Regions from separate parts of the Sus scrofa genome. Here region 1 is linked to region 2. Evidence: chromatin contacts called from public HiChIP or PLAC-seq data. All regions are on one chromosome and are shown on one strand. The core of a region is the stretch at or near the end of the contact, and the rest is flanking DNA. Distances in the headings are between cores, read along the strand shown.

The links. HiChIP or PLAC-seq counts read pairs in DNA pulled down with a chosen protein or histone mark.
Region 1: a contact with region 2 is called in an H3K27ac HiChIP or PLAC-seq map of skeletal muscle, with 4 times the contacts expected there. The contact joins two enhancer-like sites. A contact is called at or near these places in 2 of 2 datasets of contacts at active chromatin or transcription factors (alveolar macrophages and skeletal muscle).

Annotation. Positions count from the first base shown.
Region 1 is chr18:42,759,140-42,765,602 of Sscrofa11.1, forward strand. No RefSeq gene overlaps it. Among named protein-coding and RNA genes, the nearest start is that of MTURN, 40 kb to the right of the region's middle. Within about 2 kb of position 1,447, at least 12 of the 83 cell types and tissues checked have an H3K27ac peak or open chromatin away from gene starts, as enhancers often do. A contact at or near this core is called in skeletal muscle, where this site is marked.
Region 2 is chr18:42,427,767-42,434,807 of Sscrofa11.1, forward strand. No RefSeq gene overlaps it. Among named protein-coding and RNA genes, the nearest start is that of GGCT, 21 kb to the left of the region's middle. Within about 2 kb of position 4,990, at least 39 of the 83 cell types and tissues checked have an H3K27ac peak or open chromatin away from gene starts, as enhancers often do. A contact at or near this core is called in skeletal muscle, where this site is marked.

The DNA.
Region 1 (6,463 bases), core at 197-2,696, 330 kb after region 2:
ATGCTCATGGAGATAACATCAGGACCTTAACCCGCTGAGCCACAATAGGAACTCCCTAGAAATCACTTTCCAATGCTCTAAGCATAGCAGCTTTTATAGGTATGGAGTCACCTGACACACATGTCCTCACTAAAACCCTTCCTGGATGGGAAGGGAGGCTTTAAATCACCGGAAACCTCTAGCCTTCCTCAGCCCTGGCTAAACGCCCCCACTCAGCTCCTCAGAGGTCAGCCGAGGGAGCTTCCTACCCTCTTTTGGGCGGATGGCAAGTCCCAGCTTCTGCCCTTTCTGGACAGATTAGGAGGCCAGCAGGGGGGGCCTACCAGCCTGTTCAGGGAGGGGCTGAGGAGCCTCCTTGGGCAGAACTCACAGGAAACGTATCAGGCTCCCATACTGGGCGCCACGATGACATTGAGAAAGGCTGGCTGCAAAGGGGATTCTGAACCTGTCATTCAGAGCAATGTCTAACTCTTTGGACTCAAGCCCCTCTGATGAGTAGCTGAAAGAAAGGACAAATACAAACTGAAGAGCTGTCACCTGGGCAGCACCCTTCCTGGAGCCAGCACCCTGGACCACCCAGCCAGGGCCTCACTGCCATGCACCGGCAGCCTCAGGGCCAGCGCTGGCAGAGGGCGGCAGCAAAGTGGGCACCTTTGGTGGACAGCCACCAGGCCTGTCCGTGGACACTGGCAACCCAGCTCCCACGTGGGCGTTCTCTGTGTTAGCAGAGATGGCTGAGTTCAACCCAGAAGGAGAACACAAGTGCCACCAAAGATGAGCTTGTAACACACGCACGAGACATCCCAGGGGAGGGGGGATCACCAGAATATTTGGGAGGAATCTGCGGAGAGCTGAGAGTCCCCACAGCCAGTGTCGGAGCCAGAGAAACGGGAAATTGTAGGCGCAGTTCTGAGTCTCCCCTCCCCCCGAGGCTGGGGCGGTTTGGGGAAGGTGGATGAAATCAGCAAATGTCCCAAGGCTGGGACACAGCATTAGTCATTCTGCTCAAGAGGATGAATTCCCTAGTTTCTGCCTCCTTGTGACATCACTGCTCCCAAGCGTGGCACACTGCGCTGCCGGATGAAAAGTCCTATTTCTAGAGGAGTCACAAAAGGGCCATTGTCGTGATGACTAACGAACACTCCAAGGTCATTGTTCTTCCCAGGAGCTGCTGCGCCCAACCCCACCTCTGTGAGCCTCTGCAGCAGCAGCAGCAGCAGGCAGGGCTGTCCCCAGTGAGAGGATCTCGAAGCAGCAAGCATCACACCCCACTCAGGGTTTGTTGTCGCTTATCAACGTTCTGTCCAGAATCGCCAACCAACACGAGCTTCCAAATGGAATCTTCGAGAGCCTGTGGCCAATTCTGCTCATGTCTTTCCAGAGCTGAAGAGTGCAGGGCCAGAGCAAGGTTTGGAGTGCACCGCGGGGAGTCAGCGTTCCTGAATTTAGCACAGGTTTGGCCAGAGTTCTGAAAAGACTGGACCATGTGTTCGGGTTGGATGCGTTCATTGGCATTGAGCTGGAGGACCTTTTTGTGGCTTGCTTCCAGACAGCAGATTGTTTCCAAAAGCTTGCGCGGTATAGGGGGAGATGATGCCTTCTGCCCTCCACAAGAGGGACACTGGATTCTATTTCCTGCACAGGAGCTTTACACCAAATCACTCCTATTAGGTCGCTTAGCCCTTCTTGTAACCAGTTACAGGACTCAGTTGGGAGCTGGCCAGAGTCAGGAATCGTCTTTGAAGGGACTGGATCAAAAGCGATCTGGAGAGGAGTTCCCGTTGCGGCTCAGCGGGTTAAGAACCCAACATAGGGTCTGTGAGGACATGGGTTTGATCCCTGGCCTCACTCAGTGGGTTCAGGATCCAGAGTTGCCACACGCTGCAGTGTAGGCCACAATGTGGCTCAGATCTGGTGTTGCCATGGCTGTTGTGACATCTAGCCTGGGACCCCTTCCATATGCTGCAAGTGTAGCCATAAAAGAAAAAAAAGAAGACATATATATATATATATACAGAGAGAGAGAGAGAGAGAGAGAGAGAGAGAGAGAGAGAGAGAGAGAGAGAGGGATCTGGATAGTTTAGCTTTATCGCCAAGTACTACCCACTCCTCAGCCAAATCACCAGTTTTAACCACACTAGACAAGCCAGGACATGCTTCTGAAGTAGTGGGGCTGTCTGGTAAAGGATTTCATCATTTCATCATGAGTTAAATTTACGTGACCTTTGAATTATAAAAGGGCTCGATGTCAGGTGAGGTGGGAGGTGGGGGTGGTGGGAAAGCCAGATTTGGGGACAGCCTGCAACAGGCGGCACCTGCCCAAGTGTATGTCCAACTTGAAACCCTACCGCAGGGCGACATCAGGGGAAGCCTGTGTGCCTGTGTCCCTTCGGTTATTAGATTTCTATTTCTGGTAACAGGGACTATTGGAGTCAGAACTTATTACATCAGACATTTTCCAGACCCATTTTAAGCTGATTCTCCACAAGAGTTTGTCTCCCCTGCCCCCACCCCCCACCCCCTGCACCTGCGCTACCCATGCATGGGGAAGTTCCCAGGCCAGGGACTGAACCCATGCCACAGCAGCTGAGATGGGAGAGGAGTGGGTAGAGAGAGGGTGGGGGTAGTTGGAGAGCCAGACCCACGCTGGTGCAGTGACAACACTGGATCCTTGACCCACTGCGCCACAAGAAAACTCTGAGTGAGTCTTTTTATAGCCCCGCCCCGCCCCCCACTGCCCAAGGCTCAAAGTGGCCCCTGAACACTTCTAAGTAGAAGAAATTCAAGATTTGAAAGACCAAGGCCATCTGGGAGCAAGACTCACACTCAAAAAACCCACTTGTCTTCATCGCTATGACAGTGTCCCCTTCTCTTTCCGAACCTGTGCAGCTTCGCGCTCCACGGAGAATGTATAGGTGCAAAGGTTTGCTGCTGACTCACCTTTTCTACTCTCCTTCCTCCCATCCGAGCATCCCCTGGAAAACGGAAAAGCACTGCTCCCGAATTTAGCACTCTCTCCCCGAAGCCCAAGCTCGCGTGCAGGACCCGCAGGGTCCCAGCCGTGAGGAATCTATGTGATGACACTTGGGGTCTCAGAAGCAGGGCAAGGAGCTTTGGGGCACCAACGTTTCCTCGGGATGGGACATGGCCGGCTTGTCTCTTCCCACGTGGGTGGAGGAAACAAGGGCAGAGATCAAACAAGCAGATGAGACAAAGTGAATTGAATTTGCCTTTGAAGCGTGTTCTCCAAGTTCATGGACTCCCTCTGCATGACCCTGTATTCTGTATTCAGTTGACACTGAGCCTCACGCGGGGGTGGAGGCAGTGGGGGGATGGGCACAGAGGGCCACGCCGCTGCCTCAGCAGGAAATGGGAAAGGAAAGGGCTGGAAGGCAGGCTGGAAGGGTGTTCGCATGGTCCAGGGAGATACACGAGGCTGAGGTCATCGGGGCGTGCTGGTGGCTCTACTGCTCGGTACCAGGTCTGCGTGGATGACAGCTTCCTCTGGCTCTCAGGCTGGCCTGACTACAGAGAAAATGTTTGCTCTGGTTATTTCAGAGTAAGCTTGGGTAAGAGCCCCTTTCCCAGCAGGGGCCTAATAGCCTCTTCTGTTCTTAGAAGAGTCTGTGATGGCTTTGTAAGGAGCAGTTCCAGAGGCAAGACCCAGGAAGAAGGGTCCAGAAAGGAGGGCACGCTGGTTGCCTCCACAATCTTGTCCAGCTCAGGATCCTCTTATTCTATCCATCACTTGATGATTTCAACAAACTTGTTGTCTCAGTTCTCTGAGTCACTTTAAATCTTTGCAACAACAAGGATACTTGGGGGGTAGAGGGGAAGGTGCAGCAGGGAATTTATCAATTATCATCCGAAACCACTCAGCACAGCCGGCCAGATCACGGGCAAGGCGAAGAGCTGATGAAATGAAATGAGATTTCTTCTTTCCATCCTGTGTATGGGCAACCAGGCAGACTAGCAGCGTTCACGGCAGGACGTTTAAGGGGAGGGCCCCTGTGATATTGAGCAAAAAGGACCAGGGGTCTCACTAAAAGGACGACCAACCCCATGACACTGTTCACAGCAGAGCGGCTAAGGGGCTCTGAAGTCACACTGCCTTGGCTTGAATCCCAGCTCCACATTTACCAGCTGTGAGATCTTAAGAAAGTCACTTAATGTCTCTGGACCTCAGTTTCCTCATCTGTAAAAGGGGGATAAGAGTCATAACACCTACCTTATGTTGGGAGGATTGCAGGAGTCGTAGGGGCTTGGAACAGTGCCTGGTGCTTAGGGCTTTATAAACGTGTGTTAAGACAAACCAGTGCATGGAACAGCACATGCAGCTGGGACACAGTCACTCAGCACTGTGTGCTTCACGGCAAAAGGACTGAAACCTCATCGGGCTGTTTCACTGCGGAGCAGAGTAAACTTGGACCTTGCCCACACTCAACAGAATCAAAAACCGTCATTCTGAAACCTAGTGGTAGTAGTGAGACTGCTGTCAAGCCACTGTTAAAATGTTTATGGGGGAGTCAGGGCTTCTGTTACGCTTGTGACATGCTTGTTGTCCTTTTCACCACATCCTGTCTCCGCTGAGTGGGTTTCAGGCTCAGCCAAATCACCCAGCAGAGGACAAATGTCCATCCCACGACTATGGTGAGGGTTGGGCCTAACTCAGTAGACAGAAGCAATAAAAAACCTGAACAGTAGGGGCAGTGGGGAGAGAGGAGGAGGAAAGACCCTCCTGATCCTTCGTGGGCTAAAAAGGAAACCCTGGTGAAATTCTGGGAGCCAATGGGAACTCCCAAGTCTGCCTCTGGTTTGGGCTCTGGCCTCCAGTGGCCTGGGACGCCAATGGCTATCACTACATGTTCCTACTGCACCTTGTGTCCTGGAGCCCCCAGGAGTGCCTACCAATTTTCAGGGGCTCCCAAATACCTCCCTTCTGGCCAGATGTCCTACAGATGCTCAAACCCCCCCTCCACCCCCAATCTGTGCAGGCCACAGGGAGCCTGATTTGAGTTGTAAGCAGACACCTGTGGTCCCTGCCCTGTCCCCCAGCACCCCCAAGTTGGTTGGAAGTTGCAGGGCTTGTCAAAGGCTGCTGGCCGATAATCAGAAAGGCCCCGGCCACCTCAGAACACAGAGCAGCCTTTCACCTTGCTCAAAGCAAGATGAAATGTGCCATCCATCTCCTCTTTGGCATCCCCCAGCCCTTCCCAGAGTGAGCCAAAGGCCACGCTTCACTGATCGGTCAGTAAGTCGTGTTTATTGAGCTGACACTGTGTACACACGGGGGTGTGGAAGCTGCAGAGAAAGATGGATGCGAAGGAAAGAAAACCCACTGGGGTCTAATGCCAGGGTTTATGCGTAAAGAAAGGACCCTCCCTTTTCCTCTCCTCTGCACAGCCGGGCTGTTCGCTCCTTCCATGCCACTCGGAGGGGTCGGCGAGCCCCCCTCTCCCAAAGGCTCCACCAGGAAGCGGGTGAGAGCCCGCCCAGCACGCGCTCATAGAGCAAACCGGTTCTTTATGCGGTGCTGACCTCTAGAGGCTTCCAATTAAAAAACATCCCTAAGGACAAACTTCGTTTTTACGTCCTGCGTTGTGGCCATGTTTTTCTGGAAACAAGGAGAATGTTGCCTAAGAGGAAAGGCCTACCTTAGTCTCGGGCTGCCTATTTAGGGCTTGCTCTGAGTTTTAGAAATTTCATTGTTTTCTGCTCCAAACGAGGGGGAAAGGGAGGTCAGGGAAGGATTTCAAAGTTCGCATTTGCTCACAGTGGAACTAAGAGGAAAGGCAGAGGGCCAGCTATTTCAGCATGTGTTTCTTGAAGGCCAGGCTGGCAGAGAGGAATGTTTGCTCCTGACCCTGATTCAGCAGGAGGGCACTGGGAACTCCCTGCCTGCCCCTCCCGCACACATACACGCAGCCCTGCTGGCTCCGGCCCTGGTGCAGGGTCCACACACTGGCTAGTGGGTTCTGCTTTGCTGACTTTATTTCCATGCATTCGTGTCCACGATGAAACCGGGACAATGGGGTGTCCCACCTGGCCTTACTTCACTATGGAAATGAGACTCATTTCCACAAGAAATGAAAGTGTTACCTTCCTAAGCAAGCAAAGCATCCCAAATACTCGTTTTGTTGTAGGTTTTTGTGTTTATTATTTATTGTTTGTTTTTAGGGTCGCACCCACAGCATATGGAGGTTCCCAGGCTAGGGGTCAAATCGGAGCAGCAGCTGCCAGCCTACACCACAGCCACAGCAACGCCAGATCCGAGCCACATCTGCAACCTATACCAGAGCTCATGGCAACACTGGATCCTTAACCTACTGAGCAAGACCAGAGACTGAACCCGCAACCTCACAGTTCCTAGTCGGATTCGTTTCCGCTGCGCCATGACGGGAACTCCTGTTTTTGTTTTTGTTTTTTTTTTAATCTTGTATCTTGTATTTTTTATTACAAAAAG
Region 2 (7,041 bases), core at 3,740-6,239:
GCACAAAGACAGACATATAGATCAGTGGAACAGGATAGAAAGCCCAGAATTAAACCCACGCACCTACAGCCAACTCATCTATGGCAAAGGAGGCAAGAATATACAATGGAGAAAGGACAGCTTGTTCAATAAGTGGTGCTGGGAAAACTGGACAGCCACATGGAAAAGAATGAAATTAGAACACTCCCTAACACCATACACAAAAATAAACTCCAAATGGATTAAAGACCTAGATATAAGACCAGGCACTATCAAACTCCTAGAGGAAAACATAGGCCAAACACTCTCTGACATTAATGACAGCAACATCTTCTCACATCCACCTCTTAGAGTAATGAAAATAAAAACAAAAATAAGCAAATGGGACCTAATCAGACTTAAAAGTTTCTGCACAGCAAAGGAAACCCTAAACAACACGAAAAGACAACCCACAGAATGGGAGAAAATCTTTGCAAGTGAATTGACTGACAAGGGATTAAGCTCCAAAATTTATAAACACCTTCTGCAGCTCCATACCAAAAAAAGCAAACGACCCCATCAAAAAATGGGCAGAAGATCTAAACAGACAGTTCTCCAAAGAAGACATACAGATGGCCGAGAAACACATGAAAAGATGTTCAACATCACTCATTATTAGAGAAATGCAAATCAAAACCACCTTGAGGTACCACCTTACACCAGCCAGAATGGCCAGCATCAAAAAGTCTACAAACAAGAAGTGCTGGAGAGGGTGTGGAGAAAAAGGAACCCTAGTACACTGTTGGGATTGTAAATTGGTGCAACCACTGTGGAAAGCAGTATGCAGATTCCTCAGAAAACAAAATAAAACTACCATTTGATCCAGCCATCCCCCTCCTGGGCATCTATCCAGAGAAAACCACAACTCGCAAAGACACATGTACTCCAATGTTCATTGCAGCACTATTTTCAATAGCCAAATCATGGAAACAACCTAAATGTCCATTGACAGAGGAGTGGATCGAGAAGATGTGGTACATATACACAATGGAATATTACTCAGCCATTAAAACGAACGAAATACCGGCATTTTTAGCAACATGGATGGACCTAGAAATTATCATGCTAAGTGAAGTCAGCCATACAATGAGACACCAACATCAAATGCTTTCACTGACATGTGGAATCTGAAAAAAGGACAGACAGAACTTCTTTGCAGAACAGATACTGACTCACAGACATTGAAAAACTTATGGTCTCCAGAGGAGACAGTTTGGGGGGTGGGGGGATGTGCTTGGGCTGTGGGATGGAAATCCTGTGAAATCAGATTGTTATGATCATTATAGAACTACAGATGTGGTAAATCCATTTGAGTAATAAATAATAATAATAATAAAAATTAATTCAGGAGTTACCATTGTGGTGCAGCGGAAACGAATCTGACTAGGAACCAAGAGGTTGCAGGTTCGATCCCTGGCCTCACTCAGTGGGTTAAGGATCTGGCAACCACCAATCTACATTCTGTGTCAATGGATTTTCCTATTCTGGTTATTTCATAACCGTGAGCCATGGTGTAGGTCACAGATGGGGCTCGGATCTGGCGTTGCTGTGGCAGTGATGTAGGCTGGCAGCTGTAGCTCTGATTAGACCCCTAGCCTGGGAACTTCCGTATGCCATGGGTGTAGCCCTGAAAAGACAAAAAAAAAAAAAAAAAAAGACAAAGAAAAAGTGTATCATGGCCTTAAATAACATAAAACTGTAAAGCTTTTAGGTGAAAAAAGAGAAATTCTTTGACATCTAAGACTTTTCAGAGTTCTTAGACTCAGTACCAAAATCACGATTCATACAAGGAAAAACTGATAAGTTAGACTGCCTCAAAATTTAAAATGTTAAAGATCCTATTAAGAGAATGAAAAGACAAGCTTGGAGTTGGAGAAAATATTTGTGAATCGCACATCTAACAAAGTGCTAGAACCTATAATATACAAAGAACTCTCACAACTCAACAGTAAAACATCAAGGAATCCAATTAATAAATGAATGAGACATGAAGAGACATTCACCCAAGAGGAGACACAAATGGCAAATAAGCCCATGAAAAGATGTTCAACATCCCTGGCAAATTAAAACTATAATGATATGTCACTAACACCATACACTCATCAGAATGGCTAACATAAAACACTGTGACAGCACCACATGCTGACAAGGATGCCATGAAACTGGATCACTTACACTTTGCTGGTGCGAATGTAACAGCCACTGTGGAAAAGAGTTTGGCAGTTTCTTAAGAAACTGAATGTGCAATTACCATATGACCCAGCAGTTGCACTCCGGGCATTGATCCCAGGGAAATAAAAACTCACATTCACAGGTAAACCTGTAGCTGAATGTATATAGCAGCTTTATTCATAAGAGCCCCAAACTGGAAATAATTCAATGTCCTTCAACATGTGTAAAAAACGGTGGCATTCCTGTGGCAGTGCCATGAAATACTACTCAGTAATAAAAAGGAAAGAACTATTGATACATGCAGTGACCTAGATGAATCTCCATGCTGAGTGAACAAAACCAACCCCAAACAAAATCCCAGTACCTACTATGTGCTTCCAAATACATTACATTCTTGCAATGACATATTAGAGAAATGGGGAACAGATGAGTGGCTGTCAGGGGTTAAGGAGGGGGTGGTGTGCTGTTTCAGGGCAGCAGGAGGCATTACTATAGTGATGGAAATGTTCCGTAGCTTGATTGTATCAGTGCCAACATCCTGGTTCTGCAAGCTGTTACCATGAAGGGAAACTGGATTAAGGGTAAAAGGATCGCTCTGCATTATTTCTTACAAGTGAATTTACAATTATCCCCAAATAAAGGCTAATTAAAAGCAAAAATAACTCTATGAATTTTTTAAGTGATGGGATCAGCAGAGAACCAGACATGATCATAAATGACCAAGAAAATTCGAACCAAAACACTCTTAGTAAATAAGAACATTGTTGAAATTAAGAACTTAAATGGATGGTTATTGGTTTCCCATTGCTGCTGTAACGAGTCACTTCAAATCTAGTGGCTTAAGACAAGGCAAATTTATTATCTCACTGTTCTGGAAGTCAGAAGTCTAAAACGGGTCTCACTGGGCTAACATCAAAGTGTCAGCAGGACTGCCCTCCTTCTGGAGACTCTCCTAGAGAACCCATATTGTTGCCTTTTCCAGCTTCTAGAAGCTACCTTCATTTCTTGGCTCATAGTCCCATTCCTCCATCTCCAAAACAAACATCAGATCCTTCTCAGGCTGTTATCTCTTCAGCTCTCCTGCCTCCCTCTTCCACCTATAAGGACCCTTGTGATCGCATTGGCCCATGCCAGTAACTCATGATCACTGTCCCATCTCAAGGTCAGTTGACTTGCACCACTCATTCCATCTGCTTCTTTAATTTTCTTTTGCCATAGTCACAGGGTCCAGGTGTAGGGCATCACGAGTGGAGGGGGTTGGAAGCTAAGGGCGGGGGCGGGGTGGGGGGGAAGCAGACAAGGGCCAGTCTGCCTAACACACGTGGGAAACACAGCCGATTCAAATCTACCGGAGACGTGATGATTGGAACCGCAGAACTGAAGGAGCTTCTCAGAATGCAGCCATTCTAAGTATGAAACAGGATGTGGAAAATATGGGAGTAAGAGAATCCTAGAAGAAAAGAAAAAATTCATAATTTTTCTACCAGAGTTTCAGGTAAGGGTAAACTGGAAGAATTCGTATGTTGAGCTTTTCCATTTTGGTACTTACAAGTTTGCTCATCCTATCCCATCAATTTTACGTTCGCAAAGTTTCACTTTTGAGTTAGGAACAAACTTTTCTCAGAAGGCAGCCTTGGATGGTGATTTAAATATTCATGAGCATATGTGGTCACACGACTGAATGTACTTTAGTGTGGAGGTGACAAACTATTTATAGCGTCGTTTTGTAGACCTTCCCCATTTGAAACGTTTAAAACATTTTTTGTTGGGGAGATGTGTGTGCATGTTAAAAACTCCCTTGCAGGTCATTGCAGCATAACATATAAAACATAAAAGGTACACTGCCAAGAACGGATTTAAGGACAAGGAGAAAAGCTTAGACGTTAAAACGTATAAATCAAAGTATATGCTCTGCTATAAAGGTTTGATTGCTTTGAGCTGCGTTTCATTGGGGGGAGCAGGTGTCACGTTTTAACGGGAGTTTCTCCAGCGTGCCCAGGTGCCGCCTCGGGTTGCGGATGGTGGGTTGGTCCTTTTAGGAGGACGGGCCTGGGCTTGCGGCCGCCGTTACCGAGCTGGCGCCCTCCGTTCCCAGTGTCACTCCTGGGCGAGCTCTCAGGCCTGGCCGCTCGGCCCTGCGCGGTGGCCTGGCCTCCCTGCGGGCGCGGGGACCGCCCCTCCCGGCTGCCCGTGGCCACTTCGGCAGGCGGCCTCTCCGCGCTTCCCGCTCCGGGTGGGGGACCACGGCCGTCCCGCTGATCTCGCCTCGCCCGCCCGGGCGGGGTCTCGGCCTCCACGCAGCACGCGGAGGAGGCTCGGGGCGCGGCCAGAGGGGCGCGGCCGTCGCTGCGGTTGAGCCAGTTCCCGTTCCGGCCGGCGCTGCGGCTGCTGCCTCCCCAGCCCCTGGCGCAGCCAGGCGCTCCGCCGCCCGCCCGCGTGCTCCCGGCGCACCCGGCTCTCGCTCTGGCTTCCCGCTTCTGCGAGGTCTGCACACCTCGTGGCCAAGTAAGTCCCGACGACGGGGGCGGGTCGCTCGGGGCACAAGTTTTCTGGATTACCGGGCGCCGCAAGGGAGGAGGCTCAGGGAGGCGGCATCCTGCGAGCGGGCGGCATTCAAAGCTGCCCTGGATGAGCTCCAGGTGGAGCAAGGCAGAAATACCCGGGAGGTTGCGGAATGCCACCAAAGTTCAGAGGGATGAACTTCGGCGTCAGGGAAATGGTCCGGGTAGGGCTTCTCAATCCTGTCTGCACCTTGGAATCACCTGGGGCGCTGTTAACATTCAGATGCCCAGGCTGGATCCATCAGAATCCCGGGGCGGCGTGGAGGGGGGTGGGGGAGGGCGCTCCGAGGCCGGGTCCCAGGCCTCTGTACTAAACTCCCGGCTGATTCCGCTGTGCGCCTGGCCAGGGTTGGTCCCCAGTGACCAAAGGGTGGCTGCCAAGGGAAAGTGGCAAGGCAGGTAGGGGGGCCTTGATGGAGTCCAGTCTGCAGACAGATCCGGCTGTTCCCAGGGTCCTGAGGGATCCTGGGAGCCTGGCAGAGGACTTCCCTCTGCTTCCTGAGACTCAAAGAAAGGAAATGAGATGAGGCTTGGCAGGGGCCTCTGAATGGTGCCTCCAAAATAGATATACAGCCTCAGACATGCACACGGTTTTTTGTGGCACATTGTGAAACACAGAAGGGTTGCCAGATCATGATGCCCTCTTAGTTCTGCTTCCTTTCCTGGAAATGCCTCCATTGTTAGCATTTAAAATCAAAGTTGGGGAAAACCAGTAAACCCATGGCCTTGACAACTTCTGGGTTTTCTGTGCTAAGGATGAAGCAAGGTATGTTTGCCCCAGGGTGGGGTTTGTCCCTCTTAAAAGCCCCCTGAGATTTCCTATAGCCAGTAACCCCCTCGGGTATGAGGAGTGCCCAATATTCACCCTGTTCTCACCCTGGATGTGGATGCGGGGGCGCAGAGAGCTGTCATCTAAGCAAGCGGGGAGAGTGGATAAGGCACAGACTTCTTCTGCACACGTGGAACAGATGAGACGGAGGGGGCTTCAATGCAAAGAACAGCCTAGGCGAAGAGACGACTTCTAAAGTGTCTAAGAGGAGTAGATGGTGCTTTTTTGTAATGAAGAAATGAGTTCAAGCTTTGGAGCCCATCAACCCTGGGCCCACATTCAGATTCTGTCACTTCTGTGATTGTGACCATGGCCATGTTATGTGACTTCTCTGAAACCCTGTTTTCTTGTGAAAAATAAGTAGTTCTGTCCTGAGGCTAATATGGTTAAATGAGATAATATGTAGCAAAGGCCTGGCAGGGCAGCTGGCACATAGTAGCTGCCTCATCAATGGCGGGGATTAGCCACTCTGGGGGTGATTGGTGCCCAACATTTGTTCAGTACAGCCACGGGGAGGGAGAGTGCCCAGAACTGGTCTCCCTTGAAACTCCATTCCCCTGATCTTCCCCTGCCCTGCTCAGGAGGGCTCTGTAGCTCCCTCCCTCTTTGGGCCCCTGCATACTTTGTGGTCCGGAGTCTCAGGCCACCAGCTTCTCCCCTCAGAGGGGTGCTTAATGGCTCTGGAGTAAGAGTTTTACTCCATGTGATAGGAATCAATTTCTTGACAAAAGAAGGTAGTTCTTTAATCCAAAGACTTTACCCACTGCCACATCCCTCAAAAAATGAGCTGCCTCCCCCTTCCCCCCGCCCCAGCAAAGGGAGGCTGTTTACAGAGTCTCCACATTGATCAGGCACACACAGGTGACTCTTCTGCTGGCAGCATCCTCAGGCCATGCCCCGGTTGTACCTGTTTTGCTACTGACTCTCGGTCTAGGGACAATCAGGCCTTCTCAGATGACCAAGAAGTCAGGAATTTGAGGAAGGGAGGACTCATATCCTACAGTTGTCAGTGGGGGTATCCCAGCCAGACTCTCTGCCCTGGTCCCACTTTGTGTGTCACTGATGATCCCTTTGATAGTAAGAGCAGTGCTGTTTATTTTAGATTAGACATGAGAAGTGCCAGAAATGGTGATGTAGTGGAGGTTTAAAGATCAAGCGTATTCACAGGGCTAGGGCTGAGACTTGCTTACATGGGACTATCAAATTCTTGTCTCTTTTTATCCCAAGAAAAGAGGTCAATATTTCTTCAATATCTAAGACATAAACCTAGGACTTGAGGTTTCAGTTACCTGTTCCCCCTACAATTCTTTTGGGAGCTTTAAGGAAAAATGAAAATTTAAAAAGGTGAAGTTTATACTGTGTTGAATTCTTGTCATACAGCAGCTATAGGAATTTTGCAAATTTCTGGTAACCCTGTTATTCTCTCTCATTTATTTTTTTGGCTGCACTTAAGGCATATGA